Regions from separate parts of the Sus scrofa genome. Here all the other regions are linked to region 3. The links are chromatin contacts, called in public Hi-C and HiChIP or PLAC-seq maps. All regions are on one chromosome and are shown on one strand. Each heading gives the region's core, a stretch centred on a gene start, on an enhancer-like site or on the middle of the called end of the contact. The rest is flanking DNA. Distances are from core to core; before and after follow the strand shown. Region 1 holds the start of PI4K2B (phosphatidylinositol 4-kinase type 2-beta). Region 2 holds the start of ANAPC4 (anaphase-promoting complex subunit 4). Region 3 holds the start of ZCCHC4 (zinc finger CCHC domain-containing protein 4).

What was found. Hi-C and Micro-C count contacts between places; a contact is called where the count stands out from the background. HiChIP or PLAC-seq counts read pairs in DNA pulled down with a chosen protein or histone mark.
Region 1: a Hi-C map of subcutaneous adipose tissue shows a contact between it and region 3, with 1.9 times the contacts expected there. The contact joins the promoter of PI4K2B here to the promoter of ZCCHC4 in region 3. A contact is called at or near these places in 1 of 5 promoter capture datasets (liver), 7 of 47 Hi-C or Micro-C datasets (embryonic fibroblasts, heart right ventricle, liver and 2 more) and 2 of 2 datasets of contacts at active chromatin or transcription factors (alveolar macrophages and skeletal muscle).
Region 2: an H3K27ac HiChIP or PLAC-seq map of alveolar macrophages shows a contact between it and region 3. The contact joins the promoter of ANAPC4 here to the promoter of ZCCHC4 in region 3. A contact is called at or near these places in 2 of 5 promoter capture datasets (fetal liver and liver), 4 of 47 Hi-C or Micro-C datasets (embryonic fibroblasts, fetal liver, heart right ventricle and 1 more) and 2 of 2 datasets of contacts at active chromatin or transcription factors (alveolar macrophages and skeletal muscle).

What each region holds. Positions count from the first base shown.
Region 1 is chr8:19,199,278-19,202,700 of Sscrofa11.1, forward strand. It overlaps PI4K2B (phosphatidylinositol 4-kinase type 2-beta), which reads left to right and starts at 1,685. Exons shown (of 8, transcript XM_021101073.1): 1 at 1,685-2,714. The coding sequence starts at 2,075.
Region 2 is chr8:19,299,489-19,302,831 of Sscrofa11.1, forward strand. It overlaps ANAPC4 (anaphase-promoting complex subunit 4), which reads left to right and starts at 1,765. Exons shown (of 28, transcript XM_021101074.1): 1 at 1,765-2,112. The coding sequence starts at 1,984. The region is part of intron 13 of ZCCHC4 (zinc finger CCHC domain-containing protein 4); the gene reads left to right.
Region 3 is chr8:19,250,751-19,254,151 of Sscrofa11.1, forward strand. It overlaps ZCCHC4 (zinc finger CCHC domain-containing protein 4), which reads left to right and starts at 1,329. Exons shown (of 14, transcript XR_002346590.1): 1 at 1,329-1,498; 2 at 2,280-2,398; 3 at 3,122-3,204.

The sequences.
Region 1 (3,423 bases), core at 435-2,934, 51 kb before region 3:
TCCAGTTAAAAGGCAGAAATTATCACTGACCCGCAGATGGCACAGGGGGTTAAGGATCCAGCATTGTCACTGCTGTGGCTGGGCTTTGATCCCCAGCCAGAGAACTTCTGTATGCTGCAGGTTCAGCCAAAAAAAAAAAAAAGCAGAAATTATCAGACTGGATTAAAAAAAATTAAACCAACTATAAGCTATGTATGAGACACATACATATTAACTATAAAGACACGAAAAGATTGTAAAGAAAAGGAAAAAGACTTAGCAGTAGGCAAGCAGTTAACCCAAGAAAGGAGAAATGGTTATTTTAATATCAGACAATGTAGAATTCAAGTCAGGAGTATTAAGAGATAAGAAGGTATAGTTCATGAAAGAAAGAAAAAAGAAAAGGAGGAAGGAGAGAGGGAAAGAAGGAAGGGAAGAAAGGTCTGATCATCAGGAAGACTTGAAAGCCTAACAGAAGACATAAAAATCCTAAAAATTCACCTAATAAGACAACCTAAAAATATATAAAGCTAAAACTCACCAAACTAAAAGAAGAAATAGACAAATCCACAATCAAAGTTAGACTGTAATATTCTCTCAGTGAATGATGGAACTAAATATAAAAATCCATACAGACTTGGTTGATCAGAATAATACTCAATACTTAACTGAATTGATATTTTTAGAAAAAATTGACAGTTATACAACCACTCAACTGTAGAATACACTTTTTTTTTTTTTTTTTGATGCACCCGAAGCATTTGGAAGTTCCTGGGCCAGAGATTGAACCCCAAGCCACAGCAGTGAAAGGCTGGATCCTCAACCCACTAGGCCACCAGGAAACTTCAGAACACACCTTCTTTTTAAAGCACCCATGTGATTTTCAAGATATATAATATACTGCGTTATGAAATTCCAAAAGGTTGAAATCTTCTCTGGCCACAACAAAATTAAATTAAAAATCAATAATAAGGAGTTTCCAATGTGGTGCAGTGGAAACAAATATGACTAGGAACCATGAGGTTGCAGGTTCCATCCCTGGCCTCACTCAGTGGGTTAAGGATCTGGCATTGCTGTAAGCTGTGGTGTAGGTCGCAGACACGGCTCAGATCTGGTGTTGCTGTGGCTGTGGCACAGGCCGGGCTCAGATTGGACCCCTAGCCTTGGAACCTCCATATGTCATGGGTGTGGCCCCTAAATGACAAAAGACAAAGAAAAGAATAATATGCAGTGACCATTTTGTAATACCTACAGAATTATTCTATTGAATACCTGAAACTAATATAAAGTTATGTCAGCTATAGTACAATAAAAATAATATCTAGAGGAATCCCTAAATATTTGGAAATGAAACAACACACTCAAAGAAATGATTTAAAGAAGAAATCATACGGAAAATTTAAAATTATTTTGAACGGAATGAAAATAAAAGCACTACATATCAAAAATTGTGGACTGCAGATAAAGCAGTGCTTAGAGGGAAATGCATAGCTATAAATGCTTATATTAAAAAAAAATACAGAGCTCCCTGGGGGCTCAGCAGGTTAAGGATCTGATGTTTTCACTGCTATGACTCTGGTTACTGCTGTGGCTCAGGTTCCATCCCTGGCCCAGGAACTTCCACGCACTGCGGGCATGGCCAAAACTAAACCAAACCAAAACAAGAAAACTATTAAAACCCTATCAACTATACTTCAGCTAAAAAAAATTAAAACATAGTAAAGTCCAGAATCAATAATGTAATCTTTCATTCTAAGCAACTACAAAAATAAGAGGAAATCAAGTCCTAATTAAGTAGAAAGAAGAAAATAATGAGCAAAAACCAGTGGAGAACAGATCATCAATAAGATGGCTTTTTGAAAAGATTAAAAATTAGTATAAACTTGTAGCTAGATTAGTCAGAAAGAAAACGAGAAAATGCAAGCTACCAATATCAAGAATGTTTGAAACAAATGACAACGTCCTGGCTCATGGACTTCTAGTGCTGGCAACATGTTACCTAGAAGTATGTAGGTGTAGATTGTGCTAAACTCTATGACAGAATTCTGCAGGGAGGGAGAGATCCATTTGGGTTGGGAGAAGCACCTCTGCAAAAATGTTACCTTCGTCCGCAGAGCTCAACCCGGCGAGACCTCAGCCAGGTTTCTTTCCGGGCCCTGGAGGCAGGTGGCGACCCCGCCCCACGACCAAAGCACCGCCCCCAGCCCCAGCCGCCCTGGTCCTTCCGCGCAGGCGCGTGCTTGGCGCGCAGTGGGGCGCGGCCAGTGGCCAGGCGGGGCAACTGTCCTGCGGGCGCCGAGAGGGTCAGCACGCTTGTGAGGTCCCCTGGGTTGGACCGAACGACGCCGGTACCCAGCGATGCCGAGGCCAGACCCGGGTGCCTTGCCCCTCTGAGCCGGGCTCTGCGCGGAAGGCACAGAGAGAGGCCATGGCGGAGCCCTCCGAGCCCGGGCGGCCGGCGTCCGCGGGCAGCGGGAGCCTGGAGGAGGAGGAGGACGAGGAGCGGGAGCCGCTGCTGCCCCGGATCGTCTTGGCCCAGCCGCCGAAGGGCGCTCCGGGGAGCGCCGTGAGGCTGGTGAAGGCTGCCGAGGAGGAGGGTGCGGCCTCCGCTGGCCAAGCTGGCGACCAGGAACTGCTGCTCCAGCCCCGGGATGCGTCTCTCTCCCCATCCCTGGGTTTGGGGCGCCACCGGAGCTCGCCCACTCACCGGGACCGGCACCGCTCCTTGGGTTCAGGTGCGATCCAGCTCTTCTCTTCTCCCGCGCTCTCCCAGAGCGCTTGTCACCGCCGCCGCTCAGCCCCCATCCACGTCCCTCCTCGGGGTCCCTGTCCCCATCGTCTTTCTGTCTCTTGCTAGCCCTTGCCTAGTGGGAGAGGCTGTCGGCCAGGCGTCCCCTCCGGTGCTCAGGCCGAGGGGCGGGCCGCCGGTCACACCTCGGACACCTCGCCTTTCTCTCCTGCTTCCCCGTTTACTCTCACCTTTTCCAGGGGCTGTTGACTGTTTCACCTAAGGCTCAGGGTTGTCATTAAACTCTGGTCCTTGAGGCCTCCGCTAAGAGTGAAACTAAACTTTGGGAATCGGACAGGAAAACTTAACTCTTTAAAATGACGTAAGTTGTTTGCGCAAGTTTGGACTTGAGTTTTGGATTAAGTACCCTGAACTATCGAGAAAGTTGTGAATTTGCCAGGTGGATGACAGCCGAGAGGGGGAGAGAGGAGGGGAGAGAGAGAATATCCGGTTGTTCTTGGGACACGTTGCAAAGACTTTTTAATTAAATACTGTTATTGTGACGTTAGAGGGCAGAGGCAGTTGAATATCTGTACCTGCTCTCTCGCAAAGTTTTCTTTCTTGAGTCATTTCTATTTTTATACTTTTAAAAGAGAAAGAAAAGCCTTTATTTTCACAGTGAAGCAGCCTGACAGCCCCAGGTGAAAGAGTGGGTG
Region 2 (3,343 bases), core at 515-3,014, 49 kb after region 3:
GTGCTCAGACTAACACCTTTCCTCACCTTCCCAGTAAAAGCATCAAGTGAATGGAAACGGTCACTTATGCTTCCAAACCCAACTGTGTGCTACATGATAATATGATGCTGATAGAACTGCCCAAGGAAGGAAAGCTTAAACAAAATGCACAGGAAAATCCAGCTCATTTGATGCGATTTGAATTGGAACATTAGGACATAAGTTAAATTACTTGAGGGTCAGCTGGAAGGTCATTGCAATAAAGAGAAGATAAGATCTCTGCCATTTGATTTCAGGAGATTGTGTATAAATGTACCTCATCAAGGCTGCAAGGAGAAAAGGCATCAAAAGTGAGCAAGCAGATCTCAGAGAGATGAGGGGCGAGTTTTATCAGCTGGACAGTCACAAGAGTTTCATGCTATTGCGGTGCTTGGTACCCTTGCAGACTAGAAGGGTGACATCCGGTGTCTTCTCCTCTGAATGAGGAAGTCTTTCAGTGACTGCGTGGGAAGCCAGCACTGCTGAGGGGTCACTGGGACCATTTTTTAGTTCACCTAGAGAAATAGGAAGTACGTTCCTAAGTTAAGATTTATGAATGGAGAACCAGCCTTGTGTGTGCCAGGAATAGTCAGGACAGGTCTTCATCATTGTTTGGGGACTAACAGAGCATAGAGGCCACCTGGTCCTCAAGGTTATTAAACAGTATCAACTACAAAGCCCTTAACAACAAAAAGAAGTGATTTACCACACATTACAGGCTTGCGTAGGGTCAGTGGAAAGACAGGAGGAACTGTACGGACCCGAGGCGGTGTCAGTTCTGCTAACAACCACACACCATCCCAGAACATTAAACAATATCTGAAAATGCATTTCATGAAGAACAAAGGCAAGTCCATTCTCCCCATTAGAATATGGCCTCTGGTAGAATTGGGGGGAACATGCTAAACTGCAGCAAAAGCAAGGACAAAAGGCCGTCTCCGAAAGGGAGCAGGGCAAGCATCAAGAGTTACGCACAGTGCCTGGCACAAAAAAGTGCCTCGGACACTTGTTGCTGAATGAATTCGTCTACCTCTGTCATCTGTTTCCCAGGGCTAGATCCATAGAGAGGGGAGGAAGATGGGGCTCGTTCAAAACTGAAATCCTGCTGCTTTCTTTGAACAAGCAAAAGGAGTGAAAGGTAGCTGGCTTTGTACCACAGATTTTAAGTTCAAGCATCGCAGGGTGGTACTGTCACATCCTCTTAGCCAGGTTCATAACTTGTGGGAACTTTTTAACAAGTTAACATATTTAAATGTGTCTGTAACAAGAAGCACCAGATAGGTTCTGATTTACGCGTCCTGCCAGGCTGACCTGTGAGCCTTTGAGGGGGAGACCCCATGTCCCGTGCATTTTTGTGGCCCAGACGCCTTCATACAGCAGATGCTGCAATAGCTGTGGGACAAATCTTGGGGAGCCCGCAGTCCTCATGTATGAAGATAGGGCCACTACTACCAATAAGTTGTGAGGCTTAAACGGGATTCAGAATCAAGATATTTATGTCAGGTTTAAGAGCAGGGCTCTGGAAGCACCTAGAGCGTTTTCATAAATAGGGTCCAAGCCCATATTTTAATCGGCCTGAAGTGCTGCCCGGGTAAGGGTTTAAAAAAACAACAACAACAAAACCGAAGTGATTCTATTGAGCAACCAGGACTGAGCACCGCTGCATTGGAGGCCGTCAAAGTGGCTCCAGCGGCTGGAGACCGCTCTCGAGCTCTCGCGAGGAAATCCGGGACCCGGAAGTGCCCGGAGCGCGCGCGCCGGGCGGCGGGGAAGCTGCGGCGCGCGGCTGGCGCGGGGCGGGAGGGAGGGAGAGGGTGCCTTCCCTGCGGTGGGGCATCTCTCGGGTACCGCCGCATTTGGGGCTCTGCAGGAAGGGCCGGGGACCGAGGTGCCACAGGCACCAGGCCGGCCGCGGAGGGGGTCCCTGCTGCCTTCCGAGTGGGGTGTCCTTGCAGGGCCGCCCCCATGTTGCGTTTCGCGACATGTTTCCCGTCCTTCCGGGTGGTGGGAGAGAAGCAGCTGCCACAAGAGATCATTTTCCTGGTCTGGTCACCCAAGCGGGATCTCATTGCTTTGGCTAACACGGCAGGCGAGGTGAGTGAGCCGGCGTGCCACCTGTCCACCCCGCCCCTTCCTTCCAGACCTGCTGAAAACTAAGGGACTGGATGTGGGGCAGGTCATTTATATGCCCATTTCCTGCATTTTATGGGCCAAACAAGTTTCCACACAGCTTGACACAGTCAGACAGCCCTGCATCCCCAATTCTCTTTTAGTCATTTATGTGTTAAATAGGCTTTTTAAAGACTCACGATGTGTCGTTCATGATCTAGACATGGTAGCGGGTCCACAGATTCTGCCCATAGTTTACTTGCAGTTTAGACCGAAGAAAAATGACCTATTGTCAAGCTTCAGCTGCGAATGACCATGCATATATAGAGAGCTGCCACAGAGGTTATATTAAGAATCTATATTTCATTGTACAAGTTTTACAGTATAGGTTGGATAGCTACCTCCCATTAAAAACACTTTGAAGTTAAACCCATGCTTCCCTGGATTCCTGATGGAATGTGCAGGAGTGTTGTCAGTTAGCATTTCTAGTTCACATGATATTGCATTTCATCCAGTGTGACCCAGTTGTACCCACCTTTCTGCTGAGAGTTCATCGTTACCTGGCAGCCGTATTGTAAGGAAACCCTCACCCGTGCATCTTTACTCCTTTGACCTTTTGGCAGGTTTCCTGGTTATCTGGCCAGATGAGAGTTGTGTTATGTGCAGCCAAGTTTGGAAATGAAGTGGTGAAGAGAATATATCTGCCAGGAAAACTTAGCAGCCTTCAAAGCTATGTTGACTGTCAGGACATTGTTGCCAGGGGCTTTCTCAAGGCCGTCTATGAACCCTTCTAGCCTCCCACCCCTGCCAGGATGCTTTGGCGCTCCGGGACTCTAGAGAGGAGTGCGAGATAGTACAGCTATAGTAGCAGGAAGGAAGGGAGAGAATTGGGGCATCAGTGTGATCACATGGATGTAATTGTGGTCACTTGTTGCTTCCGTTTTCTCAGTGAAGAAGAAGGAGTGCTGTTTAGGAAGAAGATGGGAGAAGAAAGTATTGGAAGCTTGAGAAAAGAGAGGCAGTGAAAAACTGACAAGTAGACTAGTAAAATCTAATGGGATTGTTGATCAGCATCAGGAGCCACATGAGGTTAGTGGTTTTGCAGTTTGATGGAAACTAGTGCGCTGGGTTGTATGTATGTCTCTTCTATTCCATTCAGCTGTGTGGGCGCAGGCATGATTGGATTTAACCTGGATTGTTGTGACAGTGTGACAAA
Region 3 (3,401 bases), core at 79-2,578:
GGCAGATAATGGTCCCTGGGAATTAGTGCTGGACAACTTGGAAAAGGGCATTGTCACCTCAAAGACCAGATGCCACCAATGCCAGTGAAGATTTGAGTGAAACCACTGCATAATATGTTCATGGAAAAGAGCAATATTTCTAAATTAATATACCTTAGTATTAAATGTGTGAGTTTAAATGTGTATGAGTACCACTGTTTTTTAAATGCTAGAAAGAGAAATTGATTATTTCATCTATAATCATACAGGTATGTGTTTACCACAATTACATGTCTTGAAATTGGGTAAATTGATTCCCCTCGCTTTATTATTTTTCAAAATTATTTTAGCTCTTCTAGTTTCCTCAGCTTTCCATATAAATTTCAGAATAATATTGTCTATATCTACAAAAACCTGACTAGAATTTTGGTAGAAATTGAGCTAAACCTGTATCTGCCCTAACCTTGGGGAGAACTGATCTCTTCACAAAGTTGAGTTTTCTAATCGATGAACACAATCTGTCTCTACACTTACTTAGATTCTCTTTGATTTTTTTCATCAGCATCTTGTAGTTTTCAACATACAAGTCCTATACATGTTTTGTCAGATTTACACCTAAGAATTTCAGTTACTTGAGCAGTTATAAAAGGTATTCTATTTTTAATTTTGGTGTTCACCTGATCATTGCTAGTATATAGAAGAGCAACAGAGTTTTGTGTGTTTATATGGTATCTTGCAACCTTGCTGAACTTAGTTTAAACCAGAGTTATTATTGTTGATTCCTCGAAATGTTCTATATAGGCAATCACGTCATATGCAAACAGGCACAGTTTTCTTTCTTTCTTTCCAATATATGAATGTCAGTGGATGTGCAACTGTAACAAGCATCTATAAACATTGTTCATAAGGTAGAAGATGACACTGTGACTCTGGAAAAAAGAAGCTGGCTTCATCAAGCGCCGCTGCTTCAGCTATGTCTCTTGGTAGCTGCTGCTGGTGAGGATGCTGCCTTTTGGATTTACAACCAGACCAAATCTTTGGTCCACTGCGAAGAGCCGTCTCATCTCTGGGCTATATTCTTAGGCAAGGAGGGTATTCACAGATGCTAAAGTGCTAAGGCAGAGGCAGAAAATAGGTGGGCTTATTGCCCCGGGTCCAACAAGTTGCCTGCGAGTCGTCCCCACCCCTACCCGACCCCGGCCACCCCAAGTCCCGGTACTCCTTAGTGGCAGTCTCTGGCCCGCCAGGGACCGATTTGGGGACATGGCCTCCGACCCAGAGGCCGAAGCTCCTCCTAGGCGCGGGGGGGCGCTGTGAATACTGCTGGTCGCGGCGGCGCTCTTCCTCGGCCTCTTTGAGTCGAACTGAGGCTTTCGGGACGGCGGCGGGAAGATGGCGGCCCCCAGGGACGAACCTGGATCCGTGGAGGCAGAGGGCAGCTCCGGTCGCCAGGGGAGCTCGGGAGTCAAGGTGGTGCTTCCCTCCGATCTAGCCACCCCCGCCCCGCTGTGTCCTCACGGTAGGTCCGCGTCTGGGTTCAGCCTCGCTGTTGGGCGCCAAGGGGGCGTGAGTTACCCCGAAAGCACCTTGGGCATTTGGGGTTCCTGGATTTTTACCTACTCTCCCACACCGAGTGTGACATCTAGAAAATGCTCCTTCTTCGGGAAGTTGGGGTCTTCCACTTCCTTAAATAAAACGTCATAGAAAAGTCCCCACTGCAGTGGTTTTGGCTCCGCGGCTGCTACAGCTTTTTTGAAGGGGCGGAGCAGGGGCAAAAACGTTGCACGTTATTGAGTACTTCCCATTGCCAAGTACCCGGCGATTTCATTTGTTCATTTACTGTTCTTTCAGTTAAATTTTTAGAAAGGGAGCAAGAGGGAATGAATTCTTGCTTAGAAACTAGACCTAGCTTTTCTCTTAACTTGCGGAGAGAGGATGTGTCCAATTCTAAAAGCTCAGATTTTCGTTGAAAGGATAACTGAGCGGCGGTGGCAAAGTGCTCAGCAGTTTGGACCTGGCCCTTGTTGTGTCAGAACTCAGACCCTTCACCGCATCTGTACTGACAAGTACTGACAATGGCTTTTTTTTTTTTTTTTTTTTCTGAAGAAACCAGTTTTCAAAATTTATTTTTTAAGTAGTCAGTGTCTAATTGTTGTGACTTTGGGAGAAAAAATTGTTAACCAGTAGTGCATTATGACAAATTGTGTGTAAAACTAAAACAAGTTTTCATTTAAGGGCAGTGGAAACTAGGAACTTGATGTAGATGACTATTTGACATATTTTTTCCTATTCGGAACTAGGACCCACTCTTCTGTTTGTAAAGGTGAACCAAGGGAAAGAAGAAACACGGAGATTTTATGCCTGCTCAGCTTGTAGAGATAGAAAAGATTGTAATTTTTTTCAATGGGAAGATGAGAAGGTATATCAACTTTTTGGATATTTATTTTTTATTTTTGATGTGCGTGCCATTCTAATGAGAATGTATGAGGTAAATCGCTTAAGAGATGAAAATACCCTGTTTTTTGGTTCGAGATACTGGAGTTTATATTTACTCTGAACTTACTCTGATGACTGACATCTTAAACTACTGTCTCAAAGACAGTTCTTTAAGACTTTCTGAGGTGTTAGTATTGGGTTTGCAAAGGTAGATTTCTCCCTAAAGAGTGCAGGTCATGGTCATTCCAGGAAGTGTTTTAGAAAAACACTTTTGGGAAAACATTTTCATTGGATATCCTTTATACAGCTGCTGGGTGACCCATGAAAGCACTTAGAGAGACAGTTATGAGCTTGATGTCCTCTTGGACTCAGGTCCAATTAAAATTTTTGAAAGTTTTGACTAGAAAACTTTCAGCTTTGTTAGGGTTATTGGAAAACAGTCTTACATGCCACTCCTCTGCAGACTCGTTAAGATCACCCTGTGTGAATTAATCTCCATGCTTTAATATATTGCTTATTGTTTCAAAGTGCTGTAGAATTTCCCCAGGTTAATGTGTATTGTTTTGTTTCCCCCTGAAATGAATGCTTGTTTACAGCTTTAAGCCTCTTGAGTTTCTGGCTTCTTGATGTCAGAGTGTGATAGCAGTTTTTCTAGGATGGTAACAAGTTTGATGGCTTATTAAGTGGCTTTTGTACTCTCTTTCAGTTGTCCGAAGCCAGACTTGCTGCCCGAGAAGCTCACAACCAAAAATGTCAGCCCCCTTTATCCCGATCGCAGTGTGTGGAAAGGTACTGATGCAGTTGGGTCTGTTAAAGATAACTTCCTGAGATTCTTAGTAGATTTTAAAGTCCTTTGATGGAGGAAGACTTTTCTTAAGATACTTTGATTGCCCAGTTAACTACTGTACTTAATCAGTGAGGTCTACTTCATTTATGGGAATTAAGTCAACAACAAAAAAATGTTGAAAATGGAATTAATGTAAATT